Regions from separate parts of the Mus musculus genome. Here region 2 is linked to region 1. A link is a contact called in public promoter capture Hi-C data. All regions are on one chromosome and are shown on one strand. Each heading gives the region's core, a stretch centred on a gene start, on an enhancer-like site or on the middle of the called end of the contact. The rest is flanking DNA. Distances are from core to core; before and after follow the strand shown.

Region 1 (7,191 bases), core at 1,168-3,667:
AAAGAGTAGTGTTGGGGTCAAAGAAGAAAACGGGCTACAGCCCTACAGAGACGTCTACCGTAAGGATTTGACCAGTGGTTCTGGGCAGAAGCTCATCCAGGACACGAAGAAATCATGAGTCAGTAACCTCCATTCAGTAAGGAGAAGACTGTTGGATTTCCTTGTTGGAGATGGAAGGAAGGAAGGAAGGAAGGAAGGAAGGAAGGAAGGAAGGAAGGCAGGCAGGCAGGCAGGCAGGCAGGCAGGCAGGCAGGCAGGCAGGCAGGCAGGCAGGCAGGCAGGCAGGCAAGCTGTGCTGGGCTACCGTTCTGTTTGGCACTGAGTAAGCAGGTCTGTTAGCTGTTTTTAATTTTTCACTTCACTTGACTGAACTGTTAGTGCTCAATGATTGACATGCTTTGGTGACAGTCATTGCTAACTGTTAGTAACATTGACCTGTGTGACATCACACTTTGTGTCAGGAACAGGGTGAAGTATTTCATATGCACTAGTCCTCCATCCTATGCGGTAAAATTATAAGATGGAAAAAACAAAAAACAAAAAAACCAAACCCCCAAATTCAGTGCGATTAAGAAACACAACATAAAATATGACATAGAAGGTAATATAGTATTTTATAAGTATTCTATAATCTAAAACTTAATACAGTATACTATAAGTGAAGTAATATAAAAATTAATGCAGTATATCCTAAGTGATTTAAAAGGTTACAGTTCTGCCACTGATAAATCAGCCTGGTTGGCAGGATGCTAGTCTGGAATGTGGAAGGCTCAGGGGCCTAGCTGTAGTGTTACATAATCCTGATGTGGCTATGCCTGTAATCAAAACCATCAGGAGGTAGGAGCAGGAGGATGAGATGTTGAAGGCTGTCCTTCCATACTTATGGAGTCCAAGGTCTGGGAGATACCCAATACATGGCAGCATCAATACCAGGAGCCAGGTGAGCATGTGTTCTGCACATTGCTATAGTGTAAGGATGGATGCGAGGCTGAGGAGAGGGTAAACTGTAGATTCAGATGTCTTTCCTTTCAATTGACTAGTATATTTTATTTGGAAAAAACTGGTTACCATGAACATCTTTGGGGGATGATCCAGCTGACCTGGTCCCCAGAGATCACAATAAAGGCAAGGCATATCTCACATGCCTTGCACATGAAGGTGCCCCCAAAGAAGTAGAGCTCCATCCACCATGGAGTGTAATGGATGGACACATGGCCTCTTGCTTCTGCAGAATGGATGAGGGAAAAGCAGAAAGCTTTAAGAGGAGCTTAGAAGGTGTCATCTGGCAGACAAGGAAGAAGAGGTAGTACGTGATAGGAAGTAAGAGGGTGATGGGATGATCAGGCCCCTGGGACAATGTGAGGAATGATGGCTGGTGCATCACTCACCCTGGTAGTCAGACCAGGAAATAATTGTGCTCGATGCTCTGGGAGCACACACCACTCACTAACACCACTGTGGTGTGTTCTGAGATGCCCCGGGAGCACACACCACTCACTAACACCACTGTGATGTGTTCTCAGATGCCCCAGGAGCACACACCACTCACTAACACCACTGTGATGTGTTCTCAGATGCCTCAGGAGCACACACCACTCACTAACACCACTGTGATGTGTTCTCAGATGCCTCAGGAGCACACACCGCTCACTAACACCACTGTGATGTGTTCTCAGATGCTCCGGGAGCACACACCGCTCACTAACACCACTGTGATGTGTTCTCAGATGCCCCAGGAGCACACACCGCTCACTAGTCTCTTTCAAGCTGGAGGTCTCACTTTGTCTTTATTGTTTCCCTATTGATGTCTAGAGATACATTTGTTGTGACAAACTATCTTGTAGGTTATCCTCCTGTCTCAGCCATCTGGGTGCTTACACATAATTTTGTGTGTGCCACCACACCTTGCTTAAACATAATTTTGATGTCTCTTTTTCCTGTGTGGCATAGGCTTTTTTGTTTGTTTGTTTTTGTAAAATATATATATTTCCATACACTGCAAGTCTCTGTATTTTACAGTTCAGGCTGTCTTGGATTATACTATGTAGACAAAAGCTGGCCCTGAACTCACAGAGTTCTCCCTGCTTCTGCTTCCTATACACACTTTCATTCTATTTTTAAAGACAGAGTATCCTGTGGCCTGGGATGGACTCCAGTGTTTTGTATATCTTAGGATGACCTTGAACTCCTGTTCTCTGCTCTCCGACTGCTTGGGTACCAGGGTTATACCCACACGCCCCCATGCTTGGCCCTGAGTTTGTCTACTCTCGAGGCTGCATGTTTTATCTACCCAGATTCCTTTGTTTTGAGTTGCCTCAAAGCCCATTTGGATATGTTTTTTCACGCCCTCTTGGATGGGAAGTTATGACTGTGCTTAGGGGAAGGCTTGTGGGACGGTAGGTTGCGCCATCTTTAGGTTCCCCGGCAGCTACCACATTGCTTCAGTACATTTGTTTCAGCTACTGTTCTGATCAGCAGTGGATGAGAGTTTCATTTCCTCAGCAGCATGCAGTAGTAGCTGTGGCCTTGCAAAAAGCTTAGCAGTCCACTGGGGTGAAGTGACCTCTTTTATTCCATTGAGAACACTGAGATGCCAGAAAGACGGGGTGACTAAAGGGCTATCATTCTAAATTTACTTCCAATGCTGATGTGTACCCAAACATACTTCTGTTGTCTCTGAATTTTTTTCTTTCATATTTGTAGAAATTATTTGTATATATTTTCTCTCAATCTGGGATCTACTTTATTCAATGCATAGAGTTTTGACTCTTGTCTATTAAAGTGTTAAACTTCTGCATGGTTGAAATTCTCAGCATTTCTGTGGTGATTTTTCCTATTGATTTGTTTGCTTGGTTAATTTTTTTGCAGACAGGGTTGTGTTATGTAGCCCAGGCTATGCTCAAATTTGCAACAATTCTTCTGCCTCTTTCGCCTGAGTGCTGGGATTTAAGGCTTGAGTCTCCTCTTCTGGCTTTGGTTTCTATTTTTTGTGTTATATGACTATCCCTTCTCCTAAGGTCCCAGTAGCAGTTCTTTTATATTTTACTTCAAAGTTTTAGAATTTTGTTGTGCACATTTAGACTTTTAATACTAAATACACATGTTGTCTATACAAAGGACTATAATCTAGAAGAATTTTTATGGGAGACCTGAGAGGAAGGTCTGATTTTGATTAATATTTCCTTATGAATGGTCAACTTTAGCATCACTGACTGAAGAATCTGATCTCACTAATCTCTGTCATTGTCATAAACGAGAGACTCGTATTCACACACCTGACTTTGGGATCTGTATTTGGTTCTCAGTTGTTCTAATATGCCTTACCTTCCTCTGGGCTTATAGCAATTCTTGATATGGATTTTAGAAGACAAGTCTTATCTGTTTATTTTTATTATAGCTGGGTTTTAGTATTATCAAGTTCTGTGGATACGACATAGAATTTGAAGGAGTAAATTAACACTGAGAAGCCAGTACCCATGACACCAGTTTTTAAGCATCTGGACTGTCATTTCTGATGCTCTCCACTTGTTTCTTCTTGTTGTTGTTCTTAAATTGTATTAAATAACCATACAAAGCATCCTGGATGGCTTTTATGTTGCCTCGGGAAGCTTAAATAGATGCGATTCTGTGGTTTCCACCCCTGGGGAAGCTAATTCCGCTGAGAATGCAGGGAGAGATTGCACATGTGCATTTGCCAGCTTCCTTTGGGCTGGATGTGAGCCTGCAGAGTCACAGAAGTGCTCTGTGTGTGGCCTACACTTGTTACAATGTGAATTGTTTGTCCGTTCACGTGTGTGAAGACAGATTTTAGATATCTGGGAAAATTTGTTGTTGATCGTCTATGTAAGAGAATCAAGTTCTTCTAGCTAAGCACTTGAAGAAAGAAAGCAACCGTAGTGGAAATAGTTCAAAGCTACCAGGTCTGTAATCCCAGAACTGGTGGGGTGGAGTCAGAAGGATCAGGAGTTCAAGGGCAGCCTGGGTTACCTGAGACCCTGTCTCAAAAAAAAAAAAAAAAAAAAAAAATCTCATTTAACTTTCCTCAACAGGCTAAGCTTCATAAGGAGTAAGAAAATAAAATTTTCACACTCTGCTCAGTCTTGCAGAGGGAGGTTCAGGAGCCTGGCCCCCTGGGTTTTGCCAGAGCCCAGTGGCTACTGGTATTGAAGTTGTCCAGAACTGTTTTTTCTTGGTCAGACATGTGGTGTTGGGTTACACAGGGGAGCATCCTTAAGATCTGTACAGATTTCTCCAAGATATAAACCAGACCCTGAATGCCAAGGATGAGACAGGGTGATGGCAGGCTGATGGCAGGGTGATGACAGCAGGGCGATGATAACAGGGGGCAAGAGCTACTTTGGCTGCTTTGAGCATTGTCACCACCATCCTTGTCCTTGCTGTATCCTTCCTCATGTGTGCTTTACTAAAGGAAACTCCATGGTCATGAAAACACTCTTCTTGGGTTTTCTGAATCACTAAAAGGAAATATTTCTTTATGTCATCTTAATACTGGTGAATGCTATTTGTGTCTTGGGGTATGTATTTATTTCATCCACTAAAACATCGGTGAGCTCAGTTTACCTTGTTGACATGTTCATATCACCTTGCTTAGTAGTATACTTTTTACACAAGAATAAGTGGGGGGGGTTCCCCATAAATTCATGTGCAGTTACCACCTTTTCTGGAAACACATGGTGTGAATCTTCAATTCTTAGCCATAACAAGTTGAGTATTTATTTATTGGGTCATTTGAGTGACAGTGACCACCATATGCTCATATGTTTGGATGCTTGGTTCTCAGGTGGTGGAACTGCTTGGGAAGGATTTGTGGGTGTGGCCTTGTTGGAGAAGGTGTGTCACTGAGGGTGGGTTTCAATGTTTCCAAAGCCCGAGCCCGAGCCAGTTAGTTTTCTTGTGTTTGTGTCTCAGATTCACGTGTCTTAGCGATGGCTTCAGGGTCATGCCGGCAGGCCTGCTGCCATGTTCCCACCAGGCTCCCCATCATGATAATCATGGACTCTCACCCTCTGGAAGCATGAGCCCCAAATGAAACACTTTCTTTTATGAATTGCCTTGGTCATGGTGTTACAACAACTAAAAAGTACCTAAGACAATTTAGAATTGAGAGGCCTGGTGTTCCAAAGCTTGAACTTAGCTTTTCTGTTGTCAATTGCTTTCACACACACACGCGCGCGCGCGCGCACACACACACACACACACACACATACACATACTTTGAATCATACTTTCTACATGTAACCCAGGTTGGCCTCGAACTTTCCATGTAGTCCAGGGCGTCCCTGAGTCCCTGATCTTCCTGCCTCAGCCTCCTGAGTGCTAGGATTTTTTGGAGTCTGCCATTATATTTGGCTTCCCTTTGGGTTTCCTGTGGTTGTAGTACAGAATGTGTCATCCACACAGAAAGTTAACTAACAAGCTTTAAAATTAGGAAAGGCTGGTCATGTCTCTCCAAACACAGTGTTTACACGTGTGCATTGTTGTTAGTGAGGGTAGGTATAAGTCTCCTTAAGGTGTTGCCTTAGAATTCTTATCCAAATTGCCCTGGTGTTTTTGTTCTGTGTGTGTGTGTCTTGTGGATGGGGCTGTCCAATGTGCTGTTTGTGGCCCCAACATTTAATGATGCTAAGATATACCTCTGTAAAGTTTTACACACACATATGTGTCAAAGTATGAAACATAATTTTTCTTACAATATGACAGTGTGTGTGTGTGTGTGTGTGTGTGTGTGTGTGTGTGTGAAAGAGAGAGAGAGACAGAGAGAGAGACAGAGAGAGAGAGAGAGAGAGAGAGAGAGAGAGAATGTGTGTGTGTGTGTCAGAGTCTGACGGTGTTGCCCAGACTCACTTTGAACTCAGCGATCCTCCTGCCTTAGCCTTTCTAGTTCTTGGATCACAGGCTTGTACCACCATAGTTGGCAACTGTTTCAGTTTTCAGATAAGGAAGCTGAACACTAACTCTTTGCCCAGACTAGTCAAGGCACAAAGAAGAACCAATTAGGCAATTGATTCAGGTGGTGGTGACCTCAAGTGAGACACTTACCCTGTCTCTGCCCCCAGTTTCCTTGTCTTGGAACAGAGTCAGGTGTACTGTCAGGGAAGACTGAGCTCAGGCCTGCAGAGTGCTGGGATCCCTGCTAGCAGCAGCACCAGCCAGATGCAGTCTCCTCTTCCTATCACTGTCATAAGGGCTTCTGTGTGGGGCAGGTTGGTTCAGTGGGAAACCATTGGGCAACGACATTCTGGTTCTCCCCTGGCATAGCTGGCATAGCTGGCATATATCTCCTGCCTGAGGGGAGGTTGCACAGTGGGCTTTATGGGAACTCCAGAGCAGCCAAAACAAAAGGAAAAGAGACAAGAGACAGGAAGAGCAACCAGGGCTCCTTCCTAGTAGAACAGCTTTGGGGCACCAGTGTGCATCAGAACTCCTCAGAATGCAGGACTCCATGCTTCCCAGGTCGTCATTCTCTGGAATTGAGAACTAGGGACTGCAGAGAGTCTGTGTGGGTCAGCAGAACTCTTGTGTTAAGTATTTGGAGACAGTACGGAAGCCCAACCTCCATCAATGGGGCAGCTAAAGATACCTGACAACTTATAACAACATAAAGCCAACTACCAGAATCTGTATGAACAGATGTTAGGAAGGCAAGCAGGACATCAGAGGCCACTCATGCACAAGTGTGAAGCGCTGGTGTACTGCTGAGGCTCCCGTCCGTCCTTCCACTCTTGACTGACTTTGACAGTATAAAGAATGTGTTTGATGCATATTGCTCACATCGCTGTGGTTGGCACAGAATAGGACCTCAGTGAATGTAGATATCATTTTCCCATGACAATTGGATGCACCTCTGGAAGCAAAGAACTGAGACAGACTAGAAGTTTCTAGTTCCTACAAGGAGGGAAATACTGAGCCAAGGGTGCCCCAGATGAAATGCACAAGGAAGCTCTTGCCAGGCAAGATGGGTGGTCAGAAGACCACCCAGGGAGGTCCACGAATTTAGGGAAATTTGGGGATGAATCAAGAAGCATCGTTTTTCCTGCCTTTAGGGTTCAATGGTATCTGTGGGAACTGATTGCTGCTTCTGTGTCATAAAGCTGCCCTGGTTGCTTGGGGTCAGTGTTGACAATGGTTGTCAGGGATCATTAGCATAAGTATGTAAATGAGATACAGTAC
Region 2 (6,131 bases), core at 2,422-4,921, 99 kb after region 1:
GACATTCAGACCCACCTGTCAGGTTTGACCATTAGAACAGAGAAAATTCTCACAAGAAGGGTCTCTTCCTCTGTTCACAAGAAGACGAACTATGACCATTAGGTATAATAAATGGTTTAAGCAGGATGACCCTTGAGAATTAGCCAGCAGAGAGAATGTGCTCAAGCAAACTGTATTTGTGCACTGTGAGGTATCCAGCATCTCTCTCAAGCTTTCTCTCTTTCCCGTGTATTCCTAAGCAAAGCCAGAAGCTTTAAGAGTTTGGGACTCTCGCTGTACATGTTGCCTAGTGGGCTATCTAGCCTGTGGTCAAGGATAGCTATAAAGTCAGCCTGATGCAAAATGTTAAACTCACACAAAGCACTATGAGAGGGTTTTCACTAACTCCATTTTACCATTCTCCAGCATAGCCTTAGTCGATGACAATGTCCTGCCTTGGTGTCAAAAGGCTTGATGTGTCTATCAGAGCATAGCATTCTGGGCTTCTGAATACACATCAAAAGAAAGAGCTGCATTTTCTTCTATTGTTCTAGCTGTCATTAAGAAGCTTCGGTTTCCTATAAAAGGTGGCCTGAAGATACTGTGTTCTATAAGCTGGGGATTTGAAAATGAACACTGGCTGGGACTTGCTCAGTGGGTAAAAGGTGGTTGTCACACATGTCTGCTGACTTAAGTTCGGTCTCAAGAGTCCATGTGAAAGAACAGTGGGAGGCGAGAACCAGCTCCATAAAGTTGTTCTCTGAACTCCTCACATGGGCTGTAGCGTGTGTGCCTATGCTCCATATATACAATAATAGTCCTTTTTTAAAATAAAGTACGGGCCATTGAGATAGCCCAAACGGTAAAGATGCTTGCTGCCCAGAGCAATACTCTGAATTCAATCTCCAGGATTCACATGGTAGAAAGAGACAAGTGAGTCTCACAAGTTGTTTTCATACTCTCTCTCTCTCTCTCTCTCTCTCTCTCTCACACACACACACACACACACACACATACACACACCTGTGCATAAATGTTTTAAAAATAAAATAAAAAATAACAACTAGTCACTCAGAATTCTTGAAGAATTCCCAGTAACATTCTCTGGCTGGAACCTTAGCATTCCTAAATACCGATGACTCTGTTTTGAAAAACATACTGAATCTTATGTGTATATTTGCTTCTAAGACATAGGTACCGGTACCCCCACAGTTATGAATCAAATGCCCACAATTTGCCAAGCTGTGGACTGCATAACTTAATAGTAATTATGTATATATATATATGTCTATGTATCTATGTCTGCACATATGGATACACATATTTAAATAAAATCCTATTTAAAATTACATAGTCTCATTATGGTAACACCCTTTTCTAAACTTTGGTATAAGTCACTTCCTACACCCTCTTTCATGAGATCAGCAAGATTTATTTTAAACTGCCTTCTGTCCTGCAAAGGATGATGAATGGAGAAGCGGAAGCAGACACGTTTCCCTCTTTACTGCCCAATTAAGTGTACCATACAGCATAGCGCTCAGATCCCATAGTGATAGCTGGGATCCAAGAGTCATCCAAGCTGAGTGAGGAAGGCTGTATGGAGGCATTTCGTTTGTCCCCAAAGCCCCATGGTCTGCTTGGATGGTGATGTAGCTGCTACTTGGTTTTATTTCTTTATTTTTCTTTTGCAGGGAAGGCCAGAGATATCGGGTGTACATTGTGATACCGCTGCTGCCGGGATTCGAGGGAGACATTTCCACAGGCGGGGGGAACGCTCTACAGGCAATAATGCACTTCAACTACAGGTACCCTGAACACCAAGGAGGGAGCTACAGTGTTTCTACTTATTTGCTCAGTAATGCGCTTTTAAACCTTAGTCTTTACAGGGTAATGAAATTCAGATGTCGCAGTTATCCATGGTGGCTCTGTCAAGTATAACAGCACCAAAAAACTAGTCATTCTGTGTATGTCTCTTTCTGTCTCTGTCTGTGTCTCTGTCTCTTTTCCTTCCCTCCCCTCCCCTCTTCTCCTTTCCTTCCCCCTCTCCATCTCACTATGTGCTGCCTGGAACTTGCTATGTAGACCAGGTTGACCTTGAATTTCAGAGACACTCCTGCCTCTGCCTCCAGAAGGCCCAGCTAGTGCCTCTTTTGTATTCGTTTTAATATATCATATTAGTGAAAAATATCTATGCACTAATCCCTTTATTGTTTCCAGGAAGTAGAGAAAAATAAAACAGGAGAAGTAAGTGCGAACACAATCCAGGTACAGTTTGAGCGCTTTCAGTTAGAGCAGAGAGGACAACCTGAATATGTTCTTTGTGTTTTACACTTTTCTAATCATCCTTTTAGGAGTTATGAGGGGGAAGAATGAGACTTTATAGTGGACCAAACAGAGATGGGTTCAGGGCCTTGGGCACACTTGGGTGGAGGGCGACATGCACCTTGCTTGGCTTCAAAGGACCCCAGTTGCCTCTGACAGTTTGAGGTGCCTTTGGGTGGGATTGTGGTAGTGTTTGATGGCCCAGGATGTCCTGAAACTCCCTGTGTAGCTGAGGCTGACTCTGAACTTGTGATCTTCTTGCATTTACCTTCCAAGTGCTGTTTGTCACCGTGCCTGGTTTGCAGTGCTGGGGACAACCCCGGTCTTCCTGCCTAGTTGTTGGTTTTGTTCTCCCACTGACTGCTACCTTGTGCCTGTTCACCTGCCAGGATTTTACCTGAATGATTAGTACTAATGCTGTTTCCCAGGGGTGAATCCACCTGGCTACAATGACAGCCTTTGCTCTACACATTCTGGCTGAAGATGGGTTCATCTCTGCTGTTGTCTGATGTGGGACATAGCCCTGTCATAGTTGGTGATGTTTAACTGCACTCTGTCTGCTTTCTTGGCAATTCAAATATTACTTTTGGAATATTGTCTGCTGTGATTATTTCCTATGATTGTTTCTTGATATTTTTGAACCAGCTGAATGATATACACATTTGGCTGCTGTTCAGCAACCCAAACTATAACCTTTCATTATGAAAAACATCTCTATTTGAAGGCTATCAGCCTTCCCAGGCATGCTGTATTGTTAATTACTTTTATACAACAGGCAGATGGAACAAAGAATTTTTGTTTTCTTTCCTTTTTATATAATTTTATTATCACTCCAGATCAAATATTTTCAATTTTAATTTTAAAATTTTTATGAGCACATACTAATTGTAAATAATACTGTGTTTGCTATAACATTTTCTTACAAGCATCTAATAATTTGATCATATCTACCCCCCACTTTTGTCCTCTCTCACTCAGGCCACCTCGACCTCTTTCCAACTAGCCTCTCTTCTGCTTTGCTTTCTCCTTCCTCTTTCTTTTGTGAACCTGTGAATTCCTTTAGTGTTGTTTGCGGTTGCATTCGTGAGAGGTGATTTGTGGCGGCGTGAGCATCCTGGTGGCATGCCACTGAAGAAAATGTCCCCTGTGACATGATAGAACCTCAGGATGGCTGGTGTCCCTTGCTTGTCCGTTAGAGTCATCAATATTTAACAGCTTGAGAGACCAAAAATCCTCAGCAGAGCCAGTTATTTAAACCTTGATTTTTCTCATGTCCAGGTTTTTGCTGACTCGATGGAAATAGCCCAGTAAAATAGTTTGCTCTGTCCCTGGTGCTTTGCCAAAAGTTTGCCCTTTTCACCCCCGAAAGCAGGATGACTGTATAAGTGCTCTTATCTGGGAACACTCCCAAACTTATCGTTCCCGTCACAAGGTTTTCTAAGGGAAAGTTCATGCAGAGCCCATCTCTCTCCCTAAAACCTGGATCAGTTTTATAACTCTTCCATCAGCTCACCTCAAAATAACTACCTTGGTTTTTTTTTTTCAGTAACATTACAAAAAAATTCCTGTTACAGTTTTAACTTTTGAAAATGGGCATAGCACTTTCTCATGAAAGTACATGTCCTGTTTCTGCTTGGGTTAGGGTCATGTCCACAGGTACTGGTGTCAGACTTGGTTATTGGGCATCTCCATAACTGTGCCTTTACATGTGTGGGCATCTCCATAACTGTGCCTTTACATGTGTGGGCATCTCCATAACTGTGCCTTTACAGGTATGGGGACCTCTGTATCTGTGCCTTTACATGTGTGGGGAACCTCCACAACTGTGCTTTTACACATGTGGGGACGTCTGTAACTGTCTCTTTCCGTGTTTTCAGAACCATGTGCAGAGGGGAGAGCTCCATCCTTGAACAGTTAAAGCCAGAGCGTAAGTCATGCTTTTTTTTTCTTCTGCAATTGTTTCTAGGGAACATCAGGAGTTAGCAGGATTAGAGGTGGAGAGGATGCTGACATACCCTTTGTCCTTTTTGTTCAGTCTGGAGCCTGATTATGGAATGGTGCTCACACTAGTAGGAGTAGACCTTCCTACTTAACCAATCTAGAAAACCCGTCATGCACACATCTCAAATGGATAAACAAAAAACTATCCTGGCAATGTGAATGTCACATCGTGTCTTTACATGTAAGCCACCTCACGAAATGCTCAACAGAGGGAAACCATCTTTTCTCATTAAATTGCCCAAACCAGTGTTCAAAGGAAAACACCCATGCATGAGGTACGTGAGTAAGAAACACTAGAAATACTCTGCAACTTTTATTGATTGATTTACTTTTATAATATCAACAATTGCTGAGCAGTCTCACAAGGACTGTCTGTATGCATTCTCCACTTGTCCCAGCACAGCCCCGTACAGGTCATCTCTGTCTTAAGGATGAGCAAAACAGGTCTATGAGGCAGGCCGGCGGTTATCTATCTATTGCATCTGCTTATACAGAAGTCCAGGGATTCTCATAGCACTTTCTTATACTTAGTGAAAACAGCCCATGACATAACCATCTTTGTGATCTTTGAGACAACTCTAGATGAGGAAGGAAACACTGCTACAACTCTTTCTACACATACACTCTAAGTGGGTATGAGAAAAAAAGAAGGAAAGAACGAGAGAAAAATGTTTGCTCCTCATATATATATGGGACCAGTATTCAGACCATGTAAAAAAAATCCTATAACTCATAGTAAAAGAGAGAATTAGCTCATTTTTAAAATAAATAAAATACCTAAATAGACATTTAATTTCAAAGAGATACAGACATAACTAGTAAATACATGAAAGATGTTTAATATCACTTGCCACTGGGAAAAACCAAGTGAAACTCACCTTGAGATGCCTTGACCCCCTCTAGGATGGCTAAAATGACATCAGGTATTGTCAAGGACGTATGAACAGTGGGACCCTCATGCATTGCTGTTGGGAATTCAAATTGGTACAGTGTTATTTGAAAATAAATAAGCCAGAAATTTTCTCTTATTTCATATATATATACTGCATCTATTCAAAATTTGCATATGAGTGAGTGGTCATAGCCAAAATAGCCAGAAACCATACAATGTCCAATAACTGATCAATTACATGAAGGCCAGAAAAGCACATCAGATATCCTGCTCTGCCATTCTCTGTCAATCATAGTGATGGGTTAGTACTGATAAACTATAAAAAGCAATGAAACAGTATGTGCTACAATATGGATGAATCATGTAGGTACTGGCCTAACTGAAGGAAGCCAGGCACAAGAGGCCACATGTTATACGGTTGCATTTTTATGAAATATCTTTACTCGGTGAATCCATAGCAACAGAAAGAAAGTTTTATGGTGATTGCTAAGGTCTGAGGAGAGTAGGTAGAATTGGATGCCAAGTAGGTGGGCATGGGGAGAGAAAAGAAATGTCTTAAAATTAGGTCATGGTGATGGCTACATAGCACTGTGAATATACTTCTTAAAAATCCAAACATTCAGAACACAGACCAAGTACAGTGGTGCACATCTGTAATCTAAGCATTCAGAAGAGGGAGAGGAAGGTCATCCTTAGACAGACAGGTCATCCCCACTCAAGGTCATCCAAGGTCATCCTTAGATAGGTCATCCGCACTCAAGGTCACCCAAGGTCATCCTTAGATAGACAGGTCATCCCCACTCAAGGTCATCCAAGGTCATCCTTAGATAGGCCACCCCACTCAAGGTCACCCAAGGTCATCCTTAGATAGACAGGTCATCCCCACTTAAGGTCATCCAAGGTCATCCTTAGATAGACAGGTCATCCCCACTCAAGG

The links. Capture Hi-C pulls out chosen DNA fragments and counts their contacts.
Region 2: a contact with region 1 is called in a promoter capture Hi-C map of adipose tissue. The contact joins two enhancer-like sites. A contact is called at or near these places in 1 of 15 datasets of contacts at CTCF or cohesin (embryonic stem cells), 19 of 484 Hi-C or Micro-C datasets (the HL-1 cell line, embryonic stem cells, erythroblasts and 1 more), 1 of 115 datasets of contacts at active chromatin or transcription factors (embryonic stem cells) and 1 of 9 other capture datasets (adipose tissue).

Annotation. Positions count from the first base shown.
Region 1 is chr3:28,009,949-28,017,139 of GRCm38.p6, forward strand. All of the region lies in intron 2 of Pld1 (phospholipase D1), which reads left to right. Among named protein-coding and RNA genes, the nearest start is that of Pld1, 75 kb to the left of the region's middle. Within about 2 kb of position 2,418, at least 31 of the 459 cell types and tissues checked have an H3K27ac peak or open chromatin away from gene starts, as enhancers often do. A contact at or near this core is called in adipose tissue, where this site is marked.
Region 2 is chr3:28,108,065-28,114,195 of GRCm38.p6, forward strand. Pld1 (phospholipase D1) reads left to right here. Exons shown (of 27, transcript NM_001164056.1): 22 at 1,671-1,784; 23 at 4,179-4,228. Among named protein-coding and RNA genes, the nearest start is that of Gm42196, 65 kb to the right of the region's middle. Within about 2 kb of position 3,672, at least 4 of the 459 cell types and tissues checked have an H3K27ac peak or open chromatin away from gene starts, as enhancers often do. A contact at or near this core is called in adipose tissue, where this site is marked.